3 separate regions of the Macaca mulatta genome follow, and regions 1 and 3 are each linked to region 2. Evidence: chromatin contacts called from public Hi-C data. All regions are on one chromosome and are shown on one strand. The core of a region is the stretch at or near the end of the contact, and the rest is flanking DNA. Distances in the headings are between cores, read along the strand shown.

Region 1 (2,740 bases), core at 104-2,603, 470 kb before region 2:
TGACAGTGGTATCCCGGGCCGGGAGGGGCTCTGTTCTCGCCAGCCGCCTCTTGGGCTCCCACCGAAGTTAACACCTGTATCTCCCCACAACTGTAACCAAGCGGCTCCTTCCCACCTGAACGCTTCTCCCCTCCCACAAACCCCTTTTCGGACCACTGCCCCTCCCCGCCGCAGCTGCCCTCCTCGGGCGCCCCCGGCGGCTCCCACAACTCCCCTCCGCGCGCCCCCGACCACCGCCCCGCCGGGCCCGCCCCTCCCACCGCTCGGGGGCTGCCAGCCTCACAAAAAGTTCGCCAGCCGCCGCCGCGGAGTTGGGTCCGCTGCGAGAGGCAGAAACGCCAGCCTCCTCCAGCGGATCCTGCTCCTCGTCAGCACACTTTAGCTCCCCGGGAATTCGTCCCTCTCCGACTCCCAAACTTCTGCGGCGTCTCCGGCGCCCACCCGCCCCCGCCCCCGCCCCCGCCCCGCGCGGCCCGAGGGACTGCGGGCGCCGAGTCAGTAGCTGCCCAGGAAAGCCCGGACGCCCACCCAGCCCACGCCCTCCGCGCCCCGCGCGCGTCTCCGCGCCCCGCGGGGCCCCGCTCGGCCGCTCCACGCCCGGCTTCCGCCCGCCGCGCGCCCGGCACCGCCGCCCTCGCCTCGCCCCGCGCTCGCGGCCCTGAGCCCCAGCGCCCAGGCCCCCGCCGCCGCGCTCCCCGCGCGGCCCTCCCCGACCCCGGCCCCGACCCTGGCCGGCCCGCCAAACACCCACATTCCCACCGCACGCCTTCCTACACGCAGCTGCCCCTCCCGCCACCCCCGGCGGCTCCCCGGGTCCCCGGAGCCCCGGACCCCAGCTCTAAAGTTACTTTGGAAGGTGAACCCGCGGGTTATTTCCCTCAATCACCCAAACAAGTTTCCATCCTCGCCACCAGCACCACCGCCGCCCCTCAACACACCCGCTCCCTCCCGCCGACAGCCCCCTGCGGCCGCCCGCCCCGCGCCCGCACCTCCAGGGAAAGCGCCGCTCCCCGCACCACACGCCCCCATCGCGGCACCCCTCCCCCTGCCAGCCCACCCCCGGCGCTCCCCGGGCGGAGAGTGTCTGTGTCTCCCAGAGTGTGCGAGTGCGTGCGTGAGTGTGCGCGCGTGTGAAGGCGGAGGTGGGTGAGAAGCGGAGACACTTACTTCTCCCGGGCCTGGCTGTCGGACGGGACGGCGCTGCTGTTACTCTTGCCTTTGCCGTACATGCTTGTGCCGAGAGCAGCTCCCACTGTCACGCACCTGTCAACCCATCACAGCCTCCCCGGGAACAGCCCCGTCCCCATGGCGACCCACGCAGCCACCCCCACTATTGGCCGCCCCACGCCAAAGCTCCGCCCCCTTCGCCCAGGCAACGCGCGAGACTGACAGGCCTCCCCCTCCCTCCGGCCTTCCGAAGCGCGCGGTGGCGGCTACAGCCTCAGCGGCAGTCTCCTCCCTCCTTCCCTCCCTCCCCGGCTCCCTCCCTCCCTCCTTCCCTCTCTGCTCTCCTCCCTCCACCCGCTCTCCTTCCCCCTCCCCCCTCCGAACCCGGGCGCAAGGGGGGAATTAGAAACTGCTCTAGAAGGATTTTAAACAACTGGCTGTTCTCTCTGCCGCCACCCCTCCCCCCGTGCCGCCCGCGCTCGGCTCCTCACTGGAGAGAAGGCGCCGGGAGGAGGAGAAACTGCGGCCTGGAGTCTCCGGCCGGAGCCGGCGGAGCTGGAGCCGTGGCGGCCCCAGACTTCGGGGCGCCCGCCGAGTCTACAGACAGAGCCACGGCCCCAGCCGCCCTGGGGCCCCGATCAGCCCCTCTCCCGCTTCTCTCCTATGCGTGACCCCGCGCCGGTACCCACGATTGATTTCTGCCGTCCTCAGCCCTACCCCCTGGGTTGTCGCCCCCGCCTTGTTCCCAGAGGGCCGGCTGGCGAGAGACACCCGCGCTATTCCCTCGACCTTCTGACTGAGCGGCCGGTAGCGACTCGCCTTCTCTCCTGGGGAAGGACTGCACCTCCGGCCCTCGGCGCCGCTGCGGTGGCGGCGCCCGGGGCCGCACCCTACGCCTCAGGGGAGCACCCGGCCTGGGGTCGGCCTCCTCTGTAAGAGGTGAGCGGACCTCCCGAGGAGGCCCGGTGACTCCTGCGGCCGCAGCGGCCCCTGCCCTAACCCCTCCTTGCACGGAGCCCCGCGGCGCCCTAGACACCCCGCCAGATCTGCCGCAGAAGAGGGCCCCAGGCTTCCCCACCCGGCCTGGTTTAACAGTTTGGGTCGGTGATGGCTATTCATCCTGACCCCTGGAGTGGAAAAGGCCAGAAAAGGTCTTGAAAGACTTCCCTGTCCTTGCCCGTTAGAATAGGCCCCAGGGCGCCCCAAGGTGTACAAAGCTGTGCCAGGGCTGAAAGGCTGCCCGAGAATGTTTCTGTATCCAAATCCCTAATCCCATTTCAGTAAACGCGCAAAAGTTTCAGAAACACACACAACCTGGTTCCCAGTAGAACTCTGCATCCTTTATGTTGTTGAAATGTTTGTAAAATCAGACGGGTGCAAATGGGGTTAGAAAGAAGATGGGCTTCACACGGGGAAGAAGGGGACAGATGGGGGTGGGACAGGGCGACATCTGGAAAGGATGAAAAGACAAGAAGTAGCTATGGGAGGAGAGGGAAATAGGATTCGCGTGGAGGAAAGTACAGTTCTATTCCACACACATACAGCTTTAAGCATTTAGTAGTAGGATCATAAA
Region 2 (2,700 bases), core at 75-2,574:
TTTAGGGTTTTTACCTAGAGGTCACAAATCCCCAGGCTTCAGGGTTTATTTAAACCACATGCAACATGGGCAAAAGCCTGTGTACATTATGCATTATTCTGAGGTCCATAGCTCTCATTGCATATTGAAAGGGATCCAGGCCCCAAAAAGGTTCAGCTTTACCTAATAAGCAAGGGAGTAGTTAGAAATAATTTTGAGCAAGGGAGTGGCATAAAATTAGTAGTTGAGACTATGAATCGGGTATTTGCATGCAGGGGGAAGGAGAGAATAGAGGCTCTAAAGCAAAGGAAAGCAGGTGGGAGGCTCTGGCAGGCTGGAGGGAAAGAGATGCTTGTGAAAGCCCACTGTGGAAGTGATTGTCTTCAAGGAGATAGAGTGAAAGGAGGGTGTTTAAAGGAAAGCTGTGCTGGAGGAATACTGACAAAATGCTTGTGGAGAAGGTGGGGGAATGGAGGCCAGTGAAGGTGGAATCAGTGTCTGAAGAAATCCATCAGTCAACATTTATTCAGGCCTCTTAAGTCTTTACCACTTTGGTGTGAGACTTTGATGTAAGGATGCTATTCCTGTCACAAGGGGAAGTTAGACCTTCCTTGAAATGCCTGATTAAAAAGATTGGGGTGTCCGCCTCCCATGTATTAAAAATAAGGACATCTATGTATTATAGACTGCCAACGTACATGAAGACTGAAATTAAATGTTTCTTTCAAAATTGCCTGATTTCAAATTTCCAATTAAATTCATGGAAGCTGACATTTCTTCAATATTTTTGGTGCTTTGTTCTGCAGGTATTTAATTGACCAATAGGATAATTGAGTCCTTGCACCCTTTTAATGTCACACACTCCCAAGTGAAGAAATTTCAAATTTTATGGGTATTTCAGAAATAGAGTTTCTCACTGTGTTAGTGCAAAGTAGTTTGGGTTGATCATATTTAATGAAAAAATATTAGACTTCTGAAAAATAACTTACGCCAGCTGACTGTATAGGTCAAAAAAATCTTATACCTACCCCTCAGGTAATACAAACATTTGGGGACCATAACATTAGGGAAATGCTCATATTTGCCTTTGATCATCTGAGTCAGTAGGGAAGATGAACCTCCTGGATTCTAAATTAACCCCACCCAGCTGTTTGCAGATCATCACATCTGGAAGGCAGGTCAAGAGGAAAGGAAATCCTCTTTGAAAAGGTAAAAGCACTTTGCTTTCCAAGCAGATTCCAGGTCAGTCTAGCTGCTGCTTTGTAGGCAAGCCACAAATGGTCTCAAAATCAAAATGGCCTTGGCCTCATTATCTGACAGAGAATGCGGTTGTAACAGGGCTACTGGCTATGGCCTCTGGTGCCTTAACCGATGCCAAAACCCTTTACAGACAGCCTGGTGCCTTCCTTGCCGGTTTCCACAATGGCAGGTATATTAAGGAGTGTCTCCGTGCCTACTGGGTGATGGATGGCTCTCTGGCGGTCTCTGGTGGTCAACATTATAAATGTTTCCAGAGGGAACGGGAATACTGGACTCCATTAGAGCAAATGCAAAAACAAACATTTAGAGGAATATGCTAACATTCTCTAATGTGAACCTAAGTCTGATACTAACTTCTAGCTATAACTCAGATGGATCACTATGGTATATTGTTTATCTGTAATATAGAGTAGCATCTTAGAGTGAGTTATACATATTTAACTTCTTTAGTGGAAGAAGGTGAAGAATTCATCCCTTTAAAGTCAATTCATATTTATTCTCCTTCCTTCCTTCCTTCCTTCCTTCCTTCCTTCCTTCCTTCCTTCCTTCCTTCCTTCCTTCCTTCCTTCCTTCCTTCCTTCCTTCCTTTCTTTCCTTCTTTCTTCTTTCTTTCTTTCTTTTTTCCTTCCTTCTTTCCCTTCCTTCCCTTCCTCCCTCCCTCCCTCCTTCCTTCTTTCCTTCCTTCCTTCTTTCTTTTTCTTTCTTCTTTCTCTCTCTCCCTCTCCCTCCCTCCCTCCCTCCTTCTCCCTCTTTCCCTCCCTCTCTCTCTCTCCCTCTCTCCCCACTGCCAAATTCACATTTCTTTAATGGTTTTTATAACAGGCAATTTCCAAGATGTGACTGTGTGAGTATTTGTGGGCATATTTAAGTAAGTGTGTTAACTTTTTGATTGCCAGCTCTCTGTAGATCTGAACATAAAATCTTTTAATTACCACAGTTATAAATGACCATATTAGCAGCTTGCTATCTTGTACCAATGAGTGAATTGGAAATAGGTAGTTGTTATGTTAAAGAGAGCTGGTGAATATGCTTCAACACATATGTTTCCACACTGCATGTTACTAGGTACATGAGGGTTCTTTTTACTTCTTTTTTTTTCCTTTCTAAATTCTTGGTAGACTATGTATAATCAGTGAAATAAACATCACCCATTACTCAGTTCAGTCTTCCCTGAAGTATTAGTATTTCAAACAATCCTATTACCAAAGCATTATTTTGATACTTTATTAAAAGTCCTACAGCTCTAGCATTGCTATACTCAAACACAGCTTTATGCAATTAGGATTATAATGGAAGCTTTATTACAATGATGTATAACTTGTATCATCCTAATAAAAGTTTCTGTACACAGCAATACTTTAATAACATTGTTTCTGTAACAGTGATTCCTTAGTAATGGAGCTTCTCTTATAGCAACTTCATTATTAGGAAATGATTTCAGTAATAGAAATGCAAATAAAG
Region 3 (2,700 bases), core at 132-2,631, 370 kb before region 2:
CATGGAAGGCTTGTTGGACCCAGCTTGAGAGCTTCCTAAAATATCCTTGGGCCTGATGCAATATCACTTTGTGATGGCACTGCATTGCGATGTGGTGACAGGATAACCTGGTTGGAGAGGGAAGGCCTTTTATGTCTTCATATAATTTCATCTGAGAGAGGCCAAATGAGCCCAGCACTCCCAAAGGAGAATGGGTGGGTTAGAAGAGTGGTTAAGCTCTCTGATGTGGAAGGAATAGAGTTCCCACCCACCTACCCCCAGGACAGAAGGGTAGATGCCTGGGAGATGCTAGTTAGGAGAAGGGAAACTCCGGAGGACAGCCCCAAGGGGCCTCTCAGCAGTTCACAGGGGCTCTAAAATGCTAAGGGGAGGAAGGGCGGTGTTAAAATCAGCCTTCACCCTGGAGAAGGCAGCACAAAAGAACAGGGCAGCTTCCCCCTAGAATATGCCCTCTGAGTAAGGGAAAAGGAGTTGGACTGGGAAAGGAGAGATGACACAGGCCTGGTGTGGAGAAAGCCACCAGGAGCTCCAGCACTCTCCAAGGTTTGGCCTAGGTCATCTCCAAATAAAAACAGTTTACCTAGCTCTAGGCAAGCCCTTGTTCTGCATAATGATTTGAATTTTAAAATGTGACTTAAACCTTGCAAAGGAATGCAACTCTTTTCTCCCTCCCCCAGGCCATTCTATCTTTCTTAGAGGGCCAGAGGTGGATCAGAGGGAGGAGGGTTTAAAATTTTAGCCCCTTTACCAAAACATGGAAAGTGTCAACCACTAACTCTCCCGCCATCCCCGCCCCCAATGCTCAAAGTGTTCAAAACTAAAAGCTACAGCATCTTTTCAGCAAGTAATCAGCACAAGTTGAAAGGCACATGCTGTTGCATTTCTGATCAGATTGTATGTTAAGCAAGAAAATATACCCCCACCCCAATCCTTTTTGGCTAAATGCATGTCTGTTTAAAGAAGCCACCAGGCAGTGCCTCTCACTTTGTCTTGGCAGGGCACAACCATCAGACGAAGTGGGAGGAAGAAACATTAACTTCAACAGCTGTTTCTTGACCCCGGCTGTCAGTCTTCCCAAGAATAAATTTTGGAGAGTCCTATTTGAAACAAAGAGGGAGTTTTGGGGGAGAGAAAAGTTGGTTGGTTCCAGGGCGGCCGCCCAAAGAAGCAGGGAACAAGATGTTTGCAGTTACCACGCAGCCTGCAAGCCTCTGCCGGGTGCAGGGATGGAGCAAAGTAACTTGAAAGCTCCCCTCTCGGCGCCCTGTGCCTGCAGCTTCCCCCCCTAACGCGCGCCCAGATCCAGCGCCGGTGGTAGGAGCCGTAGCTCGACTACAGTAATTCCCCAGCTCGGGCGGCTTGAAACTGCTCGGGCTGAATAGCATTTGCTGTTCCGTCCTGCGACCGCCTCCCGCCGCGGCTGCCGCGCTCCCTGCAAAGCAGCTCTCATTATCCCGGAAGTTGTGCTGACACAGTCTCGCTGCCACCAGAAGTTTGTCAACATCAAACTTCTCCTGTGTGGGGTACGTTCACCTTCCACGAGTATTTAATCGAGCCAACAAGCAAACAAACAAACCCAAATAAACCTGCCCGTGATGTTATGGTCTTTTTTTTTTTTTTTTTTTTTTTTTTTTGCTTTCCTGGAAAGCTGGAGCTGTTAGGAATGTGCTGGTGGGGTCTGAGAGTGCCTGTGGGGTTGGTTGGGGGCGGGGGTGGGCGGGTGGCGATAAGGGGGACGGCCCCCCGGGTAGGGAGTGAGGAAGGGGCTGCGAAGGCGGCAGGCGGGCAGCTAGAGCTGGGGGCGGGGAGGGGGCTGGGGGCCGGCGAGTAGGTCCTGCAGCCTCTTGGCTGCCGCTTGTTTGGAGGATGTACGGACAGGGGCGAAGGTGGCTTTGGGTCCCCCGACCCCGCAACAAAGGTTATTTGGAAGTGATGGCGAGGCAAAGCTGGGAGGGCCGGGACGCCCACTGTGCTCTCCACAGTCCTGCAGGACATTTCTGCAGACATCTCACGGCATCTTTCGGAATAAAGGGCACTGGGGTCATAAAATGTATTCTGAGACTTAAATTGCAACATGAAAAAAAAATCCATAGGATTGGAGGGCCGGGATATACCATCATTTCTGTCTTTGAGAGGTCTGTTCTGATACCTTGATTAAGACCATTTGGTCTAAGCTTAACTGACTCCCTCGGCCAGGTCTCGGCGTTTAGTTCAAGTTGCAGCAGCACAGTTTGATGTTTGTGGTTTCCAGTTGCTCCCCTGCTGAGATGCTCCAGGTGCTCCCCCAGCTCCTGGGGACTCTGATTAACCCTTTCCGTTCCATAGTTTTACCCGGACAGGGTCAGTCCCGCTCAGATGATGGAGAGGACAAGGTCGGCCTTGCAGAGTTGAGACACAGGCATTCATGAAGTGGTGCTACTTGGGGGCCACAGGCTTTTGTGGAGGAGCTGGAACTTCAGACACTGAGAATAACTTTGTATCTGCTTTGGAAAGCCACTTGTACTGCACTGAAACAGGGGAGAACAGAAAGGGGGTTACGGTAATACCCCACGTGATGTCAAGGCAGATGGGGCGGCTGAGTTCAATATCTGTCCACTTGTGGGTGCAGCAACACTCCTCTACTCTTCAAAAATAAGTCGGAGTGAGTAAATATCTCTGAAGAGATTAATATTACTCATTATCCCACTATGATATTGTGGG

What was found. A called contact is a pair of places that touch in the nucleus more often than the background predicts.
Region 1: a Hi-C map of fetal cortical plate shows a contact between it and region 2, with 2.3 times the contacts expected there. The contact joins the promoter of SSBP2 here to the enhancer-like site in region 2. A contact is called at or near these places in 2 of 14 Hi-C or Micro-C datasets (fetal cortex germinal zone and fetal cortical plate).
Region 3: a Hi-C map of fetal cortical plate shows a contact between it and region 2, with 3 times the contacts expected there. The contact joins two enhancer-like sites. A contact is called at or near these places in 2 of 14 Hi-C or Micro-C datasets (fetal cortex germinal zone and fetal cortical plate).

The regions. Positions count from the first base shown.
Region 1 is chr6:88,061,904-88,064,643 of T2T-MMU8v2.0, forward strand. It overlaps SSBP2 (single stranded DNA binding protein 2), which reads right to left and starts at 1,354. Exons shown (of 17, transcript NM_001260682.1): 1 at 1,168-1,354. The coding sequence starts at 1,229.
Region 2 is chr6:88,534,092-88,536,791 of T2T-MMU8v2.0, forward strand. All of the region lies in intron 5 of ATG10 (autophagy related 10), which reads left to right. Among named protein-coding and RNA genes, the nearest start is that of RPS23, 47 kb to the right of the region's middle. Within about 2 kb of position 1,325, at least 7 of the 40 cell types and tissues checked have an H3K27ac peak or open chromatin away from gene starts, as enhancers often do. A contact at or near this core is called in fetal cortical plate, where this site is marked.
Region 3 is chr6:88,162,605-88,165,304 of T2T-MMU8v2.0, forward strand. No RefSeq gene overlaps it. Among named protein-coding and RNA genes, the nearest start is that of SSBP2, 100 kb to the left of the region's middle. Within about 2 kb of position 1,382, at least 38 of the 40 cell types and tissues checked have an H3K27ac peak or open chromatin away from gene starts, as enhancers often do. A contact at or near this core is called in fetal cortical plate, where this site is marked.